Regions from separate parts of the Sus scrofa genome. Here region 1 is linked to region 2. A link is a contact called in public Hi-C data. All regions are on one chromosome and are shown on one strand. Each heading gives the region's core, a stretch centred on a gene start, on an enhancer-like site or on the middle of the called end of the contact. The rest is flanking DNA. Distances are from core to core; before and after follow the strand shown. Region 1 overlaps PAPSS2 (bifunctional 3'-phosphoadenosine 5'-phosphosulfate synthase 2). Region 2 holds the start of PAPSS2 (bifunctional 3'-phosphoadenosine 5'-phosphosulfate synthase 2).

Evidence for each region. A called contact is a pair of places that touch in the nucleus more often than the background predicts.
Region 1: a contact with region 2 is called in a Hi-C map of omental adipose tissue, with 2.1 times the contacts expected there. The contact joins the enhancer-like site here to the promoter of PAPSS2 in region 2. A contact is called at or near these places in 1 of 5 promoter capture datasets (liver), 21 of 47 Hi-C or Micro-C datasets (adipocytes, alveolar macrophages, blood and 12 more) and 1 of 2 datasets of contacts at active chromatin or transcription factors (alveolar macrophages).

What each region holds. Positions count from the first base shown.
Region 1 is chr14:99,781,009-99,787,868 of Sscrofa11.1, forward strand. It overlaps PAPSS2 (bifunctional 3'-phosphoadenosine 5'-phosphosulfate synthase 2), which reads left to right. Exons shown (of 13, transcript XM_021073102.1): 7 at 1-63; 8 at 2,076-2,090; 9 at 5,661-5,866. Among named protein-coding and RNA genes, the nearest start is that of PAPSS2, 66 kb to the left of the region's middle. Within about 2 kb of position 3,888, at least 5 of the 83 cell types and tissues checked have an H3K27ac peak or open chromatin away from gene starts, as enhancers often do. A contact at or near this core is called in alveolar macrophages, embryonic fibroblasts and omental adipose tissue, where this site is marked.
Region 2 is chr14:99,713,497-99,720,415 of Sscrofa11.1, forward strand. It overlaps PAPSS2 (bifunctional 3'-phosphoadenosine 5'-phosphosulfate synthase 2), which reads left to right and starts at 4,803. Exons shown (of 13, transcript XM_021073102.1): 1 at 4,803-5,175. The coding sequence starts at 5,149.

The sequences.
Region 1 (6,860 bases), core at 2,638-5,137, 67 kb after region 2:
TTAAAGGTTTTATGCGAGAGAAGGAATACTTGCAGGTTATACACTTCGGCACCCTGCTTGATGGTATGGGTTTTTGGTTTGTCTGTTTCTTACTCTCTATTATTATTAAAGACAAAAAACTTTCTCAGAAGTCTTCACAGGAACAAGAAATGCTAATCCTTGGCTTGTAAATCCTATTTTGAAAATATTTCGATTATTTAAGGTGTGTTCAATTATGTATAAGCTTTCATTTTTAGGATTTTTTTAGGGGGTTATCTTCAAACTATTACTGATTATTTAAAACAAAGGAACCGAAAAATGAAGGTTTAACTTGCACACTAAGCCAAGGTTAAGGCTTTTCCCCCTCCACCTGCCTGTTGTCGGCTTTGACACTCAGAAGGCAGTGAACAGTCAGAAGCACCATTGTCAGCTGCTCAGACCATCCTGGGGAAGCCAGGATGAACTCAGCACTCACTGCTGACTTGCAGGAAACCTCCCATCCTCCAGGTTTCTCCATCAAACATTATTGCAGTAGCTGCTTTTTTTGGTGGGTAACAGAGTGTCGATATTCATGTCCATACATGAAATATATTAGCATGGTTTCAGGCACTAAACTCTTAACATGGGATGTTAAGGCAGCTGTCTGGGTACAAGCTGAATGGCTTGTAGAGAATTGATCTGGTCAAGGTTGGAAGGATGTGTCATTCAGAACACTTCCTGATACTTCTATGATCATTTCCTTCCTAGAACTGCCTGACCTTATCAAATAGAACTTATCTATTGCAAGATCTTGGGGAATGGCTGCTATGTGGGGAAGGGATAGTAATAGAGTCATACTCAATTTGTCTTACTGAGCAGGGCTCTAAACCTTTTAGGAAATAGGATCAGATATTCTTCCTTAAGAAGGACGTTCATGTTCTAGGCTTGTGCCTCTGCCTGGGGAATGAGACATAAAGCAACCCCAGTTGTAGTTAGGATTCAAAACTCCCCATAACCTCCAGAAGCCTTCATAATTACTATGTAAATCAATGAATAAAAATTGATACCAGGGATATATCCTGCTGCCCAGCTCTGCCTAAGTAGAGGCAGAATATAGTAGTGGATGAGAGTGAGCTGTGAGGTCAAACCCAGTGACTAGCTATGAACCTAAGGCAAATTACTTAAACTCTCTGGTCCTCAGTTGCCTCTTCTGTAAAATGGGATGTTAATAACAGTACCCACCTCATTGGGATGTTGAAAGTTTAAAAGAATATCTGGTCTATTAGTAAATGTTCCACGTATTAAGAACTCCCTTCTGCATACAATTAAAAGGATTTGAACGTCTTGAACAGACCAAGTGGCTTATCTATAGTCACACCCCTTTGGATGTAGCGCAGATAGGATATCCATCAGTTATTCCCAACAAATATTTATCGAGTGTTCTCAGATGCCAGCGTTTGTTCTAGCTGCTGGAGACAAATAATGAAGCCAGATATAAGCTTGCTGGAACAAGCAGTACAGTTCATCTTCTGAACCCTAGTCCAGAGGGATTTTCCCACCACGCCAGTGGTTGTCAAACTTTTTTTTCCTTTTTTTGTTTCCAGGCTAGGGGTTGAATTGGAGCTACAGCTGCCAGTCTATGCCACAGCCACAGCAAGGCCAGATCTGAACTGCATCTGTGATCTATATCACAGCTGATGGCAATGCCGGATCCTTTAACCCAATGAGCAAGGCCAGGGATTGAACCTACATCCTCATGAATACCAGTTAGATTCTTAACCTGCTGAGCCACAATGGGAACTCCTAAGAGACAACTTCTTGCTGAAGGTGGAGGGGCTATTGACATATGATATAATTATTTAAAAACAGATAATCATTTAAATAATGCTTTTGGATTGTATTGAACAACATTCAATACAACTTCTGGTTTCACCAGCTTTTTGCCATCATATATTCTCTATTTTTAGAAATAGCTGTAGCAAAGATCTTAGTAAATTTGTATGTTATATATATGAAGCTTCATGATCAGAATTTGTTCCTTAATGTAGTTGCTTTATAATTATTTTGGTGGAGAGCTGAAAACAACATGTTTCTTAATTGTGTTTGTATTTCTCCAGGCATGTTCCTTCCTGGTATGTACTTCAACTTTCCAAATAGTTAAATTATTATAATTGGATATGTTAAATTAATTAGAAATGGTATGGCCATAACTAAAAAAAAAAAAAAAATCTAAATGAACCAGTTGGAATTGCTAACAATTCATGATCCAACCAGTTATTATAGAATAATGCTACGTTCTTCTGTTGATAGGAGTCCAAGAAACAGGAAATTTCTGGATCAGATGCAGCCGTTGTTTATAATGTTGTATTTGGCTGACAAAAGTAAACTTGCTTCTAAATTTTTGTGGCACATTTTGTTCCCGAGATTTTTTTAAATGTATGATCCTCTCTGCTAATTACTTCTACTGAGTGTTGGTCCTCATTTAGTTTCATAAATCTGGAAAGTTTTCTTCCAAGGCATTTATAAAGCATTTTTAATTGATGAAGGATAAATCAATTCTAGATGCAGTTTAAAGTGGATGCACCTGGTTGGATTGTGGATGCTTGTACTTCATTTGTTTGTGATGTATGATTGTGCATGAATTTAATTTCAAGCTATGATTATTGATAGTTATAAAACTAGGAATAAACACATACCAGCTTCAACTGTAAACTTCTGCACTGTACCAGAGTGAAAAGGTAAAATTCTGAAGACCTCATTTCTCTTGAGTATTGTTTTCCTCCCTGTTGTTCTTCCTCGAAAAAGACTAGTTAAGCAATAGCAAATTTAAGTTTTTGCCTAGAAACCGTCCCAAACAAATGATAAGCAGATCTACAAGATTAAAACAACAGGCCTGAAAATTATTTAAAGCAAAAGCGAAATCATTCAGTTAAAAATGAAGTTAAATATTGGACCAACTGTGGCTAAAAAACCCAGGATACTCTTCCAAAGTGAGATATACTGCAGTAAAATCATCAGGATGGTTCAAACCAGAGCTGAAGCACAGGATGGAAAAAGGCTGAAAGCCCAAGTCAATATTTAAAACCATGAAGGATATTTCAGACAGGGTTAAATTGGAGGATAAGTTATGTATTAGAAAAGCTGATTAAGATGATAGGGAAATCCCAGTAAATCTGCTTATGCCTGTGTGGAGTTGTAGGTACAGGTATATGGGATCAGCTGGCATCATTACTTGGCAGAACTCCCTGCCACAGCATCCCACAGCATCCCACAGAGGGGCTGTCTCAACAACCTGTCAGGGCATGCATTTCCTTGGCTGGGATTTTCACTCAAGGCCAAGATGGAGATGGATCAGAGGCTACATTGGGCTGGAACCTAGCAGGCCAAAGGAGGTAATGGCAACAGGAAAGTGAGCATTCTTTGGATTTCAACCCAGAATAATTGAGGGAAGACAGCACTGCAGGCATGTTGCAGGCAGAGCCGTGCTTCCTCCAGCATCCCACCCACCTTTTGCTTTGCGTCTTGTTTTACTTTACTTTGGTCAAGGCACTCTTGTTAAGCAGTGTGATCTGCAATCCACAATCCACAGAAAGTAAAACTTCTAATTAAAGCACCAGCATCCTTGAAGGTGTTATTCTTTGTTAGCCTCCCTCCCTTTGTAACAACTAGAGTATGTGGTGAGTTTGATCATCTTTCATCATAAACTTCTGCTGATATACTGCTTTACATTATGCCTCCTCCCAGCAAGCCAGGGATACACATTTTATTTATGATCCTGTTTTCCAAGTGGAAAAATTGAGCGCAGAGTGTGAGTGACACAGGTAGTAAATGGGAAATGGCTTGGCTGTGTTTAGTGCTCTCTGCGCAGGGCTTGCTTGAACTACTCGTACTGCCTATGAACTTTGAAACAAAGGAGGTAATTGAGTGATGAAACTCATTACTCTCTGTGTGCAATATCTTCCTTGTGGTTTAGAAGGCTCCCAGAGCAGGATGCAGGAGTTTATGACGAATAGGATTTCTTTATTGCCAGAAGTTGCCATTTATATCCTGTGACATTCTTTACGTCCTATTAACTTTTGGAGAATATTTTAAATCTGCAAAGTGATATGCCTCTAGACTTTTGTTTTCTAACTATCAGGGAGAGGGTTATGCCTCAAGGGAATGGAACTTAGATCTCTAATCTTTAACTCTATCAGAGGTGGTCTAAATGTTGAATTTTGCAAGTTAGATTTAAAAGACTTCATTAATCTATGGTACATTTCCTCCAATTCATAAATAACAGCATTTGTTTCCTGTTTTGAACTCCTGAGTTTCTATTAGGGAAAACTAAATCTGATTCCATATTGGATCTGTGTCTTTAACCTTTGTATACTATTGCCTTTGCTACAAATTAATCATCAAAAAGGTGTTGCCTATAAGCCTAAATTATACATAATTGCCCATCTCTGGGAACTCTGCCTCCCATGTAATGAGTGTTAAGGTAAAATACTTTGTTTAGCTCACAGAAAACATCTTGACCAGGACAAGTTAATAACTAAAGGGATGTTGCCTATAAGCTTAAATTATACATAATAGCCCATCTCTGGGAACCCTGCTTCCCTGGTAATGAGCTTTAAGCTAAAATACCTTTGTTTAGCTCACAGGAAACACGCAGAGTAGGTGCACCTGTGAATGGCTGCAGGCAAAAGAAATGAACACATTCCCTCCAGGGTCTGACCAGAAGCAGGAAATATTTGATTTTTATCCCCTCCCCTTTTAGTATAAAAGAAGCCTGAATTCAGAGAAGATGTTTCTTTGGGACATGAGTCTGCCATCTTCCCAGTCTGCTGGCTTTCCCAATAAGTCACTATTCCTTGCCCCAGCAACTCTTTTCTTGATTTGTTGGCCTGTGGTGCAGTGAGCAGTAAGAACTTGAACTCGGTAACAAGTTCAATGTTTTCTTTACTCATCTTCCTTTTATTCCCTTCCTAGTCTTGAACTTGGGACCTCCCTCCCCCGACCCCGCCAATCTCCCTCATATTCTTTAGTGTTACGTATTTAATTCTGTGCTTCATTTTCTCGTTTTGAGTACAAATGAAACCTGACATATTTGTTAGAATGTTGGGGCACTATTACAAAAAGGGGGAAGAGCTGGGTAAGTTCTTTTACATTACCTGGCTCATAGTCTGAATCCATGGGAGGTTGGTTCCAGGACCCAAGGTGGATGCCAAAACCTGCGGATGCTCCTGTCCCACAGCCCACTCTCTGCTTTATCTGTGGGTTCCTCATCAGTGTGTCAGCCAAAGGGGGACCCTGTATTAGGCTTGCTCTCCACGAGGTGGTTGAATCGTGGGCTTTGCCAACCTTTATTTTGTTTAATTGGATTTTAAAAGTGTGTTGAGGATGGGACTGAATTTTAAAAAGGGGGAACTTGGAAGGAAGACATCCCCTATGGTCTTCCAAATCAGTTACTGAAGCCACCTCCACAATTTGAAACTCGGCCCTCCTTTCACAAATGGTCTATCTCCTGCTTTGAGAAACTTGTCAAGGACTCATCACAGACTCTAGAGAAGCTGGTACAGTGAGCACAACCATATGAGTCTTAGGTCTTGACACCTTTTGCAGGCAGTTGTGTGGAAGGGACACTGGGCACAGTTGAGTCCTCCTTACACGACAGCACATCTCGGATCCCGTATCCATGTACCACGTGGCTCTTTCCACAGATGGAGTGATCAACATGAGCATCCCCATCGTATTGCCTGTCTCCACGGACGATAAGACGCGGCTGGAAGGGTACAGTGAGTTTGTCCTGACACACGAAGGACAGAGGGTGGCGATCTTACGAGACCCTGAATTCTACGAACATAGAAAAGAGGAGCGTTGTTCTCACGTGTGGGGCACGACGTGTGCAAAACACCCCTATATCAAAGTAAGTGGCCAAACCTTTGGAAGGGCTCTCTTTCAAGTTAGGATTAAAATAATTCTTTTTAGTTATTTATAAAACAGAAACAAACTCACAGATTTTGAAATCAAATTTAGGGTTGCCAAAGGGGGGAACCATGGTGGGGGAGGGATAAATTAGGAGATTGGGATTAACACACACACTACTGTATAAAAATAAGTAGCTAACAAGGACCTACTCTGTAGCACAAGGAAGTCTACTCAATACTCTGTGGTAACCTATATGGGGAAAAGAATGGATGTATATGTATAATGGATTCTCTCTGCTGTACACCTGAAACTAATACAACATTGTAAGTCCACTATCCTCCAGTAAAACTTAAAAAAATTTTTTTTTTAATTCCTTCAAGAAGAACTTAGAAAAATGGGGTTAGATGGAAGAATGCATGTCTAAGGGGAGTTTTGCAAGCTTTGCCTGGGGACATCTTTTTAGATCAGGCAAAGAGATGACTTTGTTTGAGGGCTGGTCTAAATGGTCTCTTGAGTCCTAGGAGCCTGGGATGGCTGTCTCCCTCAGTGAAATGGGAAACTTTGGACCAGGGAGATAATGTAGTCTAGCATCATGAGCAGAGGACCAGGATCATTGCTGTGCTATGCACAAAACCACAGCCAGAGCTCACAGCCCTGTCCATCTTGAAATTCACAAGGGAAGTCCACTTTTGCATACGGAGCAGATCCAGCTAACCTCTAGAAAGAGATGGCCATTGTGGAGGAGGGAGGTGGAAATCAGCAATATTCTTTTAGTAAACAAAAAACACAGATAGGCAGCATTTCCAGAGGGAAAATACCACATTTTCATCAGTGGATATTTTTAAGATTGAACGATGTGTCCATCTGATTAGGATTATTTTGGAGTCTGTCTGGCCTGAAGACAATAGACTAAACCGCCTCAGATGCCTTTGCAGCTTCTAATTGTCTAATTGGTGGGGTGGGATTGCAGGGAGTGGAATTTCCCATAAAGG
Region 2 (6,919 bases), core at 3,553-6,052:
AATAGACGAAAAAACTATGTGCTTGATTCTACTCAAGAAATGGCAGGAGAGTGTTACTTCTGACTGCAGGTGTGGGCTTTCCCTCTGACCTCCTAAGTCCTGAGGGCAGCCTTTTGGTGATCCGATCAGAGTTGTGCAGTTTGGCTGTGAGCAGCTTTTCTCTGCCCTACCTGGGTGTTTAGTGACAGGCTGGGGCACTTGAAGAAGGTGGCACAGGGTATGGTGGGGTAGGAGGTGAATGCTTCCTGCACCTGGGAACATCAGCCCATCAGTATGGGCCATCAGCAGGGTGACAGATCACCCTCCTATCTAGCTTTCTTTTATCTTTGAAATGCAGCTGCAGGTTAAGTTATCACTACCTATTGGAATCTCTTCAGAGTCTAGCAGTCATCACGTGTGTGTGTATGTGTGTGTGTGTGTGCAACTTTCCTATTACTTTGAATGTTCCTTTGTTCTGGCACTTATAATCACTTGGAATTATTTGTATACATATCCATCTCTTTCACCAGACCATGGACACCTCAGAACAGTGTGACAGTGTGACTTCTCATCCTTGTCCACTGACTTATGAATAAATGCAAGGCCAGCCACATGGCTAAGGCACTCTGATGAGCATAAAGAACATGCAAGATCACGTTGCTGCCTGATTGTATGTGGCGCGTCCTCTATTACAGCCTTCAGCCTCCCCTCACTCTTCTATTTTATCTCCTAAACTCAGCAATACAGATACTTATAATTTTCTGAATGTACCATGTTATTTCATGCGGCTCTCTGCCTGTAAATTTTCGAATTTACACATACCCCCACTTTGAGGAGGGGAAGGCTGGCAAAACCCTACCCTTCTTTCAAGTCTCAATTTATACATCATTTCCCCCAAGAAAATATCTGACGTCTCGCTCCATTCTCCCTCTTTTCAAAGTTGAAATGGATGTCCGTCCTCTGTGCTCACATAATACCCTTCCTTTTAACTAACTGTCCAGTTTAATCCTTGATCTCCATTTCTTCTGGAAAAGATAATGAGCAATGCCCACAGCAAACTTTGACAGTAGGACACACTGGAATGCCCACACACTTGTGCCCCTACACACTAAGCTGGATGCTTACTGAGATCTATTGTGTTTGTTCCCAAGCCTATTTATGCCAATCGTACCTGTTGGTGTAATTAAGTAATTTATTTGGATGTGACTTAAGTGAATAGCATATGAATGGAGAAAAAAAAAAAGCTGTGTTTACTATGAGAACAGATGGATGCTTTGGAAAGTTAAGCTGTTAAAAATGTGTAAATGTGTTCTACTGAATTAAGTGTAGGCAAGATAAAGATGGGGGAGGGGTACGTTGAAATTGTGAAGGAATCTCCTTTCAGATTAAGTGACCTTAATTTTTAACTCCACTTTATAAAATCTCAAAGTGGAATTTTTTTTTCTTTTTTCCTTTTTAGGGCTGCATCTGTGGCATATGGAAGTTCCCAGGCTAGGGGTTGAATTGGAGCTGCAGCAGTCGGCCAGTGCCATAGCCACAGCAACATGGGTTCCCAGCCAGGTCTTCAACCAACACCACAGCTCATGGCAGTGCCAGATCCTTAGCCTACTGAGCGAGGGCAGGGATCAAACCCACATCCTCATGGACGCTAGTCTGGTTCATAACCTGCTGAGCCACAATGAGAACTCACCAAACTGGAAATTTTTGAAGATGCCTTATGAAAGTGTTTTTTGGAACTCCCATCAGCATACTCATACCACAGTATAAACCTTTAGCCCTACATCAAAGATTAGTGAAGTGCATGCGTTTTAAGTTAAAAAAAAAGTCTAAGGTATGCAAGTTTCATTTTTACCTGTTGATTGTAGTAGGGTTGGTAGGCAAAGACTGTCTTCACTAGACTGGGAGTTTCCTGAAGACAGGGACCATGTCTTGCTCATCTTGGTAGTATCTGTGCTTGGGAATGGGAAGAATATTTAAATCCTAGAGGACTTTCTCTAAGGGTTTCTTGACCTCTATGAACTGCTGCACTTATTTTTGCACAGGGGATTTCAACAATTAGGTCTCTGTGCATTACAGCCACTAGGGGGCAGTGTAGCTGCATTCCTTTGGAATGGCCAATCCAGGGACTACACCTCCAAACTAGATCCCCCAAAATGTGATGAGCTTTCTAAGATGTATTGGACAACCTGTGTCGTGAACATCTCACCAACACTGTCATTCTTTGTACATGTATTTCTCTTGTTTATTTGGGGGAGTTGACTCCATTTTTTTTCTAAACAATGAAAAGACCAAGTAGTAATCACCACCCTCATTAAGTTCATTATTAAAGCCAATCAATGCCTTGAAGAAAGTAAACAAAAGAAAATAGGAAGAAAATTTCAAAAATTCCCAAACCCTCATGCAAATGTTTTGAATAGTATCAAGGACTGTAAATTGGTACAATGCAGGCAACACAGTTTTACAAGCAGAATCTAGGAGGAAACTCTACTGAGAAAGTTATGGAGAGTATGTCCAGATGACTGAACAGATCTCAGCCTTTCCTTCCTTCCCCCAAATGAGTTTTATCTCAGTTCTGATGTGTTGGAATCATAGACTCCAAAAATCAAACTGCTAGTGGAGTTCCCTGGTGGTCTAGTGGGTTAAGAGTCTGGTGTAGTCACTGCTGTGTCATGGGTTGGAGCCCTGGCCCAGGAACTTCAGCATGCCTTGGGTGCTGCCAAAAAAAAAAAAAAAAAGAATTAAGCTGATAGTTTCTCATACCTTTCCAGAAGCAATGCCTTATTCTAGGAGTGAGAGAATAGTGAGATGAAAAAGAATTCCAAATATCATTTTTAAAAGAAAGACCCTGGGAAAATAAAAAAGAATGATTATTTAACTTTTCAGTGAGTGGCCATGCTGAACTCCAACTAAACTGATGATCTGTGAAGGTACAGGATCTGAAACAATGCAGCCTGGATCCAAGGGAGCTAAGGTCACCTATTTCCCAAGTCTTTGGAAATAATAAAAGAATATCTGTTCCAAAGTACTATTTGAAAATTAATTAAATCCAAAAGAGTACAAACTGCCCAATTTACAGTTATCATAGGGGTCTTGAAATAGTTGACCTAGAGGCTGAGTGAATCACTGTATATGGGGAGCCCAGTGACCTGGGTTTAACTCAAAACTGCCCCTAACTACTGACTAGGGTTAGCTTACCTCCCCTCTCTCAGCACCAGTTTTACATTGCCCACCTGTAAGGAAACTGGACAAATGACCTCAAAACTTCCTCCAAGGTCTGAACAATTATACATTTCTTTTCCAGGAAGTTGCCATGACAGATTTTCCCTTAACTTCCTTCTGTTGCAAGAACACAGCTTTTAAAGAAGCAATAGGAAACACATACATACATCAATTCCTCTATCTCCACCCATACTTAATTTACCTTTTCTCGTAGGGCAGGATCTGGCAGAGTTCAAATATTGTTGGAACAGATACCAAAGGATTTTCCTAATAAAATTAGAATGGGATGTTACTATTTAAATTCCATAAATTCAAAGTGTGCTAGTTTGTGTGCAGAACAGAAACTCAAACCCAGCATTTGCCCTCTAGCTGCTCACAGTTGAAGGGAGTGGTGGCAGCTTATTCCAAATGAGTAAGAAAATAAATATACTGATATTTCAAAACTGGACCAACATGTAGGCAGCCTTTTAAGTTTTTGATTCCTAATTTATTTTTCTTTTCCACCTTCCCATGGAGAAAGGTAGTCAATGAATGAATGCTTAGATCTTCAGTGTCTGTCTGAAAGCTGGCAGTCTTCCAAAAATAAAATTAGGTGCGAAAGAGAAGTTCCAACCCCTGTCTCCTTAAGATAACACTTCTCCAGTCTTTTCGAAGAAGGAAAAGCAAAGTTGTAATGGGCACTATGGCCTTTGGGCATTCTTCTTGGTTCTTTTGCCCTTTACTGTCTATTGATCTGTTTGTGACATTGTGCAAAGAGTTAAGGTACAGAGGCGGGTGTGAGGCCTTATGACTGCTCTCAAGGTACTTGTCACTAACCATAGCTTCTCCTTCTGAACTTCTGCTTCTCCCAGACATTTGAGTTAAGAGAGTTGCCCTTAACTTGGAGCCCTAAGGTATAGGCCATAAGCCTTATCAATTTGAGCCTCTTACTTTTTCACCTCAGGGCCCATCCGGGTTGCCAAACACACAGCTGTCCTAAGGGAATGCTTTGGGGGCTGGACTAAAATAAGTCCCTGGGCTACCACTGCCCATTTCCGAGGCTGGCCTTGCTTACTCAACTTTGTGAGTAGGAGCAGTGCCTCAGCTGGCCCATTTGCAACATGAAGAAAATACTGTGAGTTCCAAAGGAATGAATGCATGTGAACCCCTTAGTCCCACAGCTGCGCCTCACCATTTCATCGTTGTCATAGATGATGACGCGGGGGTAGAAGGAGGCTGACAGCCTGGGTTTCAGTCCCCTTTCTTGGAACATGACCATGAGGAAGTCTGAAAGCCTCAACCACTTCCTGGGAGAAAGTAAGACTCAATGCCTGTAGCGCGGGCACAGAAGGCTTAAGGCAGAGGTCAGTGGAGAGCAGAGTGAGAACCAAAAATGTTATCTGCTGCTGTTATTACGGCAGATGAAAACAAGCTGGGCATCGGTGCCCACTGAGGACCTTGCCTACAAACCAGGCGGATTCAGGCAGGTCGCAGAGGCAGGAAACCCTCCTTGGAGATGCGTGGGGGTGGGGTGGGAGGTGGGGGACGCTCTGGCAGCCGCCGGGAGTGGGAAGGGGGAGGGCGAATTTGACATCCAGCTGAGCGCGGGGCGTGTCGCTCCGTCCCTCTCGGCTGCAAGGTCCAGTCTTTGACACGGGCTGGCGGATCCGCTCCCGCGAGTTGGGGGCCGGGCCCAGGACCCCGCCCAGGCGGCGGCCGGGTCCCCTGGGCCGGGCGCTGCTGGCGGAGCAGACGGGGCGGAGAGGAACGCGGCAGGAGGAGGAGTAGGAGGAGGGGGCCGGTCAAGGGAAGTGCGACGTGTCTGTGGAGCCTTTTTATACCTCCTTCCCGGGAGTCCGGCAGCAGCTGCTGCCTACACCGCTGCCGCCGCCACCGAGCGTCCTAGCGTCTACGCTCCCAGGAGCTGGGCTCCGAGTTCCAGCGCGCCGGGCACCGCCGCAGCCAGCCAGCATGTCCGGGGTCAAGAAACAGAAGACGGTAGGCTTCGAGTCGCCTGCCTTCCTCCTCCCCTCCGATCGCCGGCGCCGACCCCCGACCCCGGGGACGCTCGGATCCCATCCTCTTCGGGAGGAGGCGAGCAGCCAGGGCGCAGAGGCTGGAGCGCCGGGAGGAGGAGGAGGGAAGCAGGAGGGCGAGGAGAGGCTGGGATTCCCGGGGCAGCCCTCGCCGGGCACTCCCTCTCCGCCCTGCGCCCCTTGGGGTCGTCACGGCCGGGATGGACCTCCGGAGGTGGCAACGTGGGTCTCCATCAAGAGAGAGGACCAGAGAGGAAATTTCCTTTCTTCCCCTAAGAGCTTTTTCAGACCCGCCTTTTCCAGCTCCGCGCGTGTCCAGCGGGTGGTAGGCTGACCGAACTCCTGTCCTGCTAGGTCGCTGGGCACACGTCAGCGATAGTCATTAGGATTTGGTCCATGGAACTTCCTTGGGGTGGACATCAATGACAGACTTTCATAGAGGAAACACAACTCTCTAGACGAAAGGGAGGAAATTGCATTTCTACACTGGCAGGGTACTAGCTTAATTCAGCTCCCTGTTGGGATCCGGTGGCATCTCAAGTTCAGTCATGGGTGGGGGCTCTCCTCAGCTTGGTGGAGTGATATGAGGGGACTGTTTTGAGGAGGCTTAGTTTTATCCATCATTAATCTGGGCATCGCCTTAATGGGAAATAGAGGAATTATTGAAAAGTTCCTTTCCCACTTAGCGATAGGGGCTCCTATAATTTTGCATCTTTAAAGATGGCAGCAGTGACCATAGACCCTTAAGAAGTGGAAGGAGCCTTGTAGACAGCATCTAGGTCACACCAGGGTGGTCCACAAGCCTTGTTTATATCCCAGCCGGGAGTCTGACTGCTGAACACTCATCTTTAACTACCACACTGCAAGCCTTAGATGATTATAGTGGTCACTAAATGGGCTGACCTCTCTCAAACAGTTCGACTTGTACTTAGCACATAGTAGGTGGTCAATCAATGTTTATCACAATTATAATGTAATATTTATTACTGAAATACCTTCGAGGTTTATTTGTGACAGGCTGAGGGAGAGATGAAAATAAAACTCTGTTGGAGAAGGGCAATCCAGGGGCCTGGCAGGAGCTAGAAATGTGGGCGTGAGCAGCATGGAAAAGAGGATGGGGGCCCTGTGGTTTCAGGAGTCCACATTGGACCCACAAAAACAGCCAGGAGAAAGGCAGCATCAATTTGAGAAGGGAGGATGGTGGGGGTCCACTTGCCTTTTATAGGAGTAATTTTAAAGTGGGGAGATGCTCAGTATTATATTTTAAAATATAGTTAAGTGAAAATCACTTGGGTTTTATTCCTATTTAATTTTATTAATTTCTATAAAATTCTAAATGGTATCTTCTGAGTGAGAAACTACTGTGACACTTAGTAGCTTTTTATATCAGTGGGATTTTGAATTCTTACCTCCCTGCTTGCATCAAGAATTACTTCCCAGTTCTGATGAAGTTGCTTTGTCAAGCACTAGTATTGAAGGGGCAGGTGGTCTTTCCCCTTCGTGTATCTCAAAAAGAACCGGTGAAGTGAAGGGTTTAAGAACAGGGGCTTTACACACTTATTGTGGCAACTGCACTGACAGAGGGAGCGAGAAATTTGAGGGCCACAGAGTTTGGTTTTTGTATTTACACATTTGGGATCTCCTTTTTTTCTTTTTAGTTTGGGTGTGTGTGTGTGTTCTGCACAGGATTAAATTAACAACTGAAA